Regions from separate parts of the Triticum aestivum genome. Here region 2 is linked to region 1. A link is a contact called in public Hi-C data. All regions are on one chromosome and are shown on one strand. The core of a region is the stretch at or near the end of the contact, and the rest is flanking DNA. Distances in the headings are between cores, read along the strand shown.

Region 1 (2,700 bases), core at 159-2,658:
GGGACACAATGTTTTACTCAGGTTCGGGCCCTCTCTATGGAGGTAATACCCTACGTCATGCTTGATTGATCTTGATGAATATGAGTATTACAAGAGTTGATCTACCGCGAGATCGTAATGGCTAAACCCTAAGAGTCTAACCTGGCTATGATTATGGTAATGATTGTCCCTCCTCCGGACTAAGTCCTTTGGTTTATATAGACATCGAGAGGATTTAGGGTTACATAAGGTCGGTTACAAAAAAAGGAATCTACTTATTTGATCGCCAAGCTTGCCTTCCACGCCAAGGAGAGTCCCATCCGGACACAGGCGCAGTCTTCGGTCTTTGTATCCTCACAACCCATCAGTCCGGCCCATGGCTAACAGGCCGGACGCCCGAGGACCCCTTAGTTCAGGACTCCCTCACAAGGCAAGGGTGGGATTAAATCATTTGCTAAATGATGTAAAAAAATCATTTAATAAATTGCCCATATTTCCAACATATAGTTCAAACTTATTTCCCTCGCAAGAAAAGAATAGTTCAAATAGCCTGCTTAGCATAATGGGTCCACCACATCGATATCATACTAGGTAATATGCACAAGAATAGTAGCAAGCACAATTCATATACAAGACAAAGCTAATACAGGTTGAAGCTGCATATGGTACCGCTACGCTTTCTTTCTTTTGCCAGACTAACCCTACTACGGGTCCAATTTCTTGTCTGTAGCATATGCCTTTCTTAGCCAGAAAAAGCCCAAACAAACAAATCCTACCCTCATAACCTGTTTCCGCGCCATCTCACTGTAGTGTCGAACTAAATCTGGCCTTGCTACTAGACCCACAAATTTGTCAACATATTGCATACCTTCCTTTTTGTTCTATCCCTGTTAATCTAGCTGAAGTTGCCTATATGTTAGTCCGGAGTCTCTACACTCTGACTCATGCATCCTTGGCAAAAAACCCAAGGAACGATTCATTTATGTCAAAAAAGAATAACAGAGTTTCCTATCATTTTTTGGCTGAATGAATATAAGCCGTGTTTTTTTTTGAAACTATATAAGCCGTGTTATTACTCTGCAACAACGGTGTGGGATCCGAAAACTTCACAAAAAAAAAACGGTGTGGGATTCCGTTGTGTCGGGTGGATCGGGCGAGAGATTCGGCCCAAATCCATCGCTCAGCAGGCAACACGTGCGTGCGCCAGCGAGTTTCACCGGCCGACGTCATGGCGGCCCATGTCCATGCCCAATCCCCGGCGCCATCACGCCGGACGTGAGGAATAACGAATCAACGATAACCACACACCCGGCCCCTTCCCGACGAAACCACAGAGAAGCCCTCCCTCCCTCCCTCCTGGCCGGGCCATGGCCAGGCGTCACGCGCACAAGAGGACAAAATTCCGCAACCATATAAGCGGCCCCTCCCCTCTCGTCTCCAAAAGTTCGAGCTCCTCATTTCTCATACCTACAAGCTCTGCTCATCTATCGCTAGCTCCCTCTAGCTACCAGATCTTCTTCCAAGCCTGGTTAGCAGTCGAAGTTATCTAGCTAGCTAGCTAGCTAGGGTTTTTGTCATCGAGCGCGCGTGGCGTGGCGATGATCATGTCCGACCCGGCCATGCTGCCGCCGGGCTTCCGGTTCCACCCGACGGACGAGGAGCTCATCCTCCACTACCTCCGCAACCGCGCCGCCGAATCGCCCTGCCCCGTCTCCATCATCGCCGACGTTGATATCTACAAGTTCGACCCATGGGCCCTGCCATGTTAGTACCTCTGCACCAACAGATCATGATTCATGCATGCTGATGATCCATTCATTTGATTCCCACTTGCGCTAGCTTCACTCTCATCTCAATAATCGTCTGTTATTTCTCTTGTTTCTTTAATTTTGGGGGTTAATTAATTCCAGCCAAGGCTAGCTACGGGGACAGGGAGTGGTACTTCTTCACGCCGAGGGACCGTAAGTACCCCAACGGTGTCCGGCCGAACCGCGCCGCGGGCTCTGGCTACTGGAAAGCCACCGGCACCGACAAGCCCATCCGCTGCAGCGCCACCGGCGAGAGCGTCGGCGTCAAGAAGGCCCTCGTCTTCTACAAGGGCCGCCCGCCCAAGGGCATCAAGACCAACTGGATCATGCACGAATACCGCCTGGCCGCCGCCGACGCGCACGCCGCCAACACCTACCGCCCCATGAAGTTCCGCAACGCCTCCATGAGGGTAAGTCGCCAGCACGTACGGTACAGCAATCAATCAAACATATAAACAAATTAAATCAACTGAACTGAACACCCAAAACCCTAGTATGGAGTATAAAACCACATATAGGAGTAGATCTTATATGTCTGTCAATTCGTGTCATGGTAGTCGCATGCGTGGCACCGAACGATATGCACGCACCTGCCCGCGCACTTGCACAGCGATTTTTCTGGGAGGGCGTACGGGTTCGTGTCGTCGGCATGTCAGATTTTGCCAAAATGGAATCGGGTTGTGCAGTGGCTTGCCAGTGGACGCAAGAGCTGCTAGCTTTAATGTGCGTGTCTCGTTTAAAGAAATGTTCTTTAGGCATACTTGGCATGGTTGCGCGAAGTCAATAGATCCGACAATGATAGGCCTGATTGATGCATACGCGTGTTAATGACTGATTCACCTTTCGCCTGCTTGATTGAAAGCTTTATTCATTTATTTCTAGATTTTTTCTTTAACTAAAATTAATACTACGT
Region 2 (2,700 bases), core at 163-2,662, 460 kb before region 1:
TTGTTTTGAGCGCAGATCTTCTGTGGGGTGAAAACCTAAGATATGGGATTTGGCGATGACGGTGCTCGTGCATTGTTTCCTTCTTGAAGGCATCTTTTTGAAGAATTTGGACTTCAGGTATTGTCTAGGTGGTGATTTGTGCCGTAGCTACAAGAAATTAATTATTGTATAGGGGCCTTTCTTTCTTTTTTTCTTCCTTTTGTCTTTTGGCTGTGTGCATCCGTAATCAGTGGCGAAGCCAGGAGTTTAAAGTTGTGATGCCAATTCAAAATTGTGATGTCAAATAGTTGTATTTAGATTAATTCTATATTATTTTTTGAACGTCTTCTACTGATTTGACCCTAATCCTGTGTAGTCAACTGACTACACAGAACACCCCTGGCACCGCCACTGTCCGTAATGTCTTTACGACATTGCGTTATTGCAGAGCCTAGGTGAAATTGGTATCATCGCGATATTAATATATTTCCCTTGTTGAAAAAGTTATCCAAAAGTGCCTGGCCCAATATTTTGTCTTTGCTCAATATTTTTGTCCATGGTTAATCGCGAGGCAAATCCTTATGGGCGTGCAGTGCGGCACGTAGCCAGATCGCTCGCGAAGCTTTACTCTTGGCACGACGTCGATCTATATCTATATAACCCACCTCTGCATGCGCGGGCCCGCACGTGCATATCGTCCTCAGTTCGTTCGTCATCTCATCTCCGTCTCGCCAGCGCGCCTCTGCCGGGCCACCACCAGTTCGAGATCGAGATCACCCGGCCGTCGACACGTGCCTCGACAGCGACTTGGCGAATCGCCCGACGACTACCGCAAAGTTACTCGTTATAGAATTCGCTCGCTATTCCCTGACGGCGACGCCCGCGCAAATCCGCGCACGAGGTCGCTGTTGCGCCTTCTATTTTTAGAGCCCAGCTTCACCGCTCGATTCGCCTCCCGGGCGTCGCGACTGCGTGCAGCAACAAACGCAACACAATCTACCAAGTCATTGGGGATTTTGGACTAGCTACCTATAATAGCAGCTAGCGATATGTATATAGACACATCGCAGACGGGATTAATGGATAGACGCGACGCGATCGACCTAACCCCTGACTACGATATGATTTAGGATAATCACGCCCGTAAACGAAGCCAGCCACACCCCTAGCGGCTTAATTGTGTCCGTGGAAAAGCTGCTAAATCCTGCCGTCATGTCCAGGATAATCACGCAATTAGCCATTAGGCCACGGCTTGCCATAAACGTGTGTTTAGTGGGCCTTCTGTACCGCGGCTGATGCGTGGGGTCTCCATCGGTCGTGTTAGGATAAAGATCAGCTTAATTTTCCTTGATTATATACATACTTTGCTTATCTGTGCCTAAACTCATGTAGAATCCAGGCCTGTGGATAGGGTTAGCGCTTTGTGGGTTGTGGCGTCCAACCCGCTCATTGCTATTATTTCCGATGCCATCCAGGTCACTGGTACACGTGCGAGAACGACTCCAATAATTCTGGGACCTGGTCGTTGTGGTTTTTCTATGATAGCGAACAAGACTGAGTTTTTCTGTATATTTGAGACGAAAACCCTACGAGCATACGACAAATTTACAAATCAAATATTTAGATAATAAATTGCTTGAAATATCATCGAATTCTCCCTTAATACGTGGAGCGCGCACTGGGACTAAGGCTAAAAGAGTTGTTCACACCTGGGATCTGGCCTTTCGATGGATAAAGACTCTGACGTTCAGTCAGATCACTGGCTTCATGTTTCTAAAGAAAAAGTCACTGACTTCATCAGTCTAGTCAAGATTCAATATATTTAAAACTTACACATTTACTCTGATTTTTTCTTTTGCTGCCAGCGTGTTACTCTCTATTTTTCACTTTCTTTTTTGCTAGGATGGTAACTATCTTCCCGCTCAATTTCAAATTGCGATATTTACATTTCTTCATTAAGTCGAACTCACTACTCATATTTACCCTCGTTTTTTAGTTTGCTCAGTTTTGCCTCCAAAAGAGCTTTTTTTTGACAAGGGGAATATATTAATATCGTGAAGATACCAAGCTGTGTACCAACAAAATGTCAAAAAAGAAAGTAAAAAGAGCAAAAGAAAAAAGACACCGTTACGGTGATCAATCACTAGCATCAACAACACTCTAACCACCACCGAAGACAACACCTTGATTACAGAAAGGGTTCTCCAAAAGAAGCGCCTCCAAGAAGGAAACGATGCACACACATACTCGTTGCCCCATCAAAGATCTAGGGTTTTTTCACCTTGGAGAAAGTACGAGTTCACCCGAAAACAATGCCTTCAGCAAAGCCATTGCAAGGTACAACCAATGAAGATCAGATCTTAGGTTTTCACCCTAGGAGGTTTTCACCCTAGGAATTGAGACTCGATACTCGAGGAGCACCACAAAAAATGCAGTTCTCCAGTGTTGTCGCCCCTCTTGCCGAGGCCGGTGTCGCAAGTCACCAAACACGTGCACACAGTCTTCTTCGCATCCAATACACCCTTCCACCAAAGCTTCAAAACCTCCAATCGCAGCCGCCATGAATTTCGCCACCTCTATTAGCGCCTTGGAAATCTTGACTTAGACATGTCCCAGGACACCGATAAGAAATTGAAGCTTCGCACTGCGCCCTCTTGAGGCCATTCTAGTTTATAATACGAGAGCGCGCCACCGAAGCTTTTTCGGTCTAGATATCCAGGG

The links. Hi-C and Micro-C count contacts between places; a contact is called where the count stands out from the background.
Region 2: a contact with region 1 is called in a Hi-C map of leaf, with 2.5 times the contacts expected there. The contact joins the enhancer-like site here to the promoter of LOC123085751 in region 1. A contact is called at or near these places in 2 of 5 Hi-C or Micro-C datasets (both in leaf) and 1 of 1 datasets of contacts at active chromatin or transcription factors (leaf).

What each region holds. Positions count from the first base shown.
Region 1 is chr4A:173,939,056-173,941,755 of IWGSC CS RefSeq v2.1, reverse strand. It overlaps LOC123085751 (NAC domain-containing protein 1), which reads left to right and starts at 1,408. Exons shown (of 3, transcript XM_044507448.1): 1 at 1,408-1,743; 2 at 1,890-2,197. The coding sequence starts at 1,578.
Region 2 is chr4A:174,397,328-174,400,027 of IWGSC CS RefSeq v2.1, reverse strand. No RefSeq gene overlaps it. Among protein-coding and RNA genes, the nearest start is that of LOC123085752, 110 kb to the left of the region's middle. Within about 2 kb of position 1,412, at least 1 of the 8 cell types and tissues checked has an H3K27ac peak or open chromatin away from gene starts, as enhancers often do. A contact at or near this core is called in leaf, where this site is marked.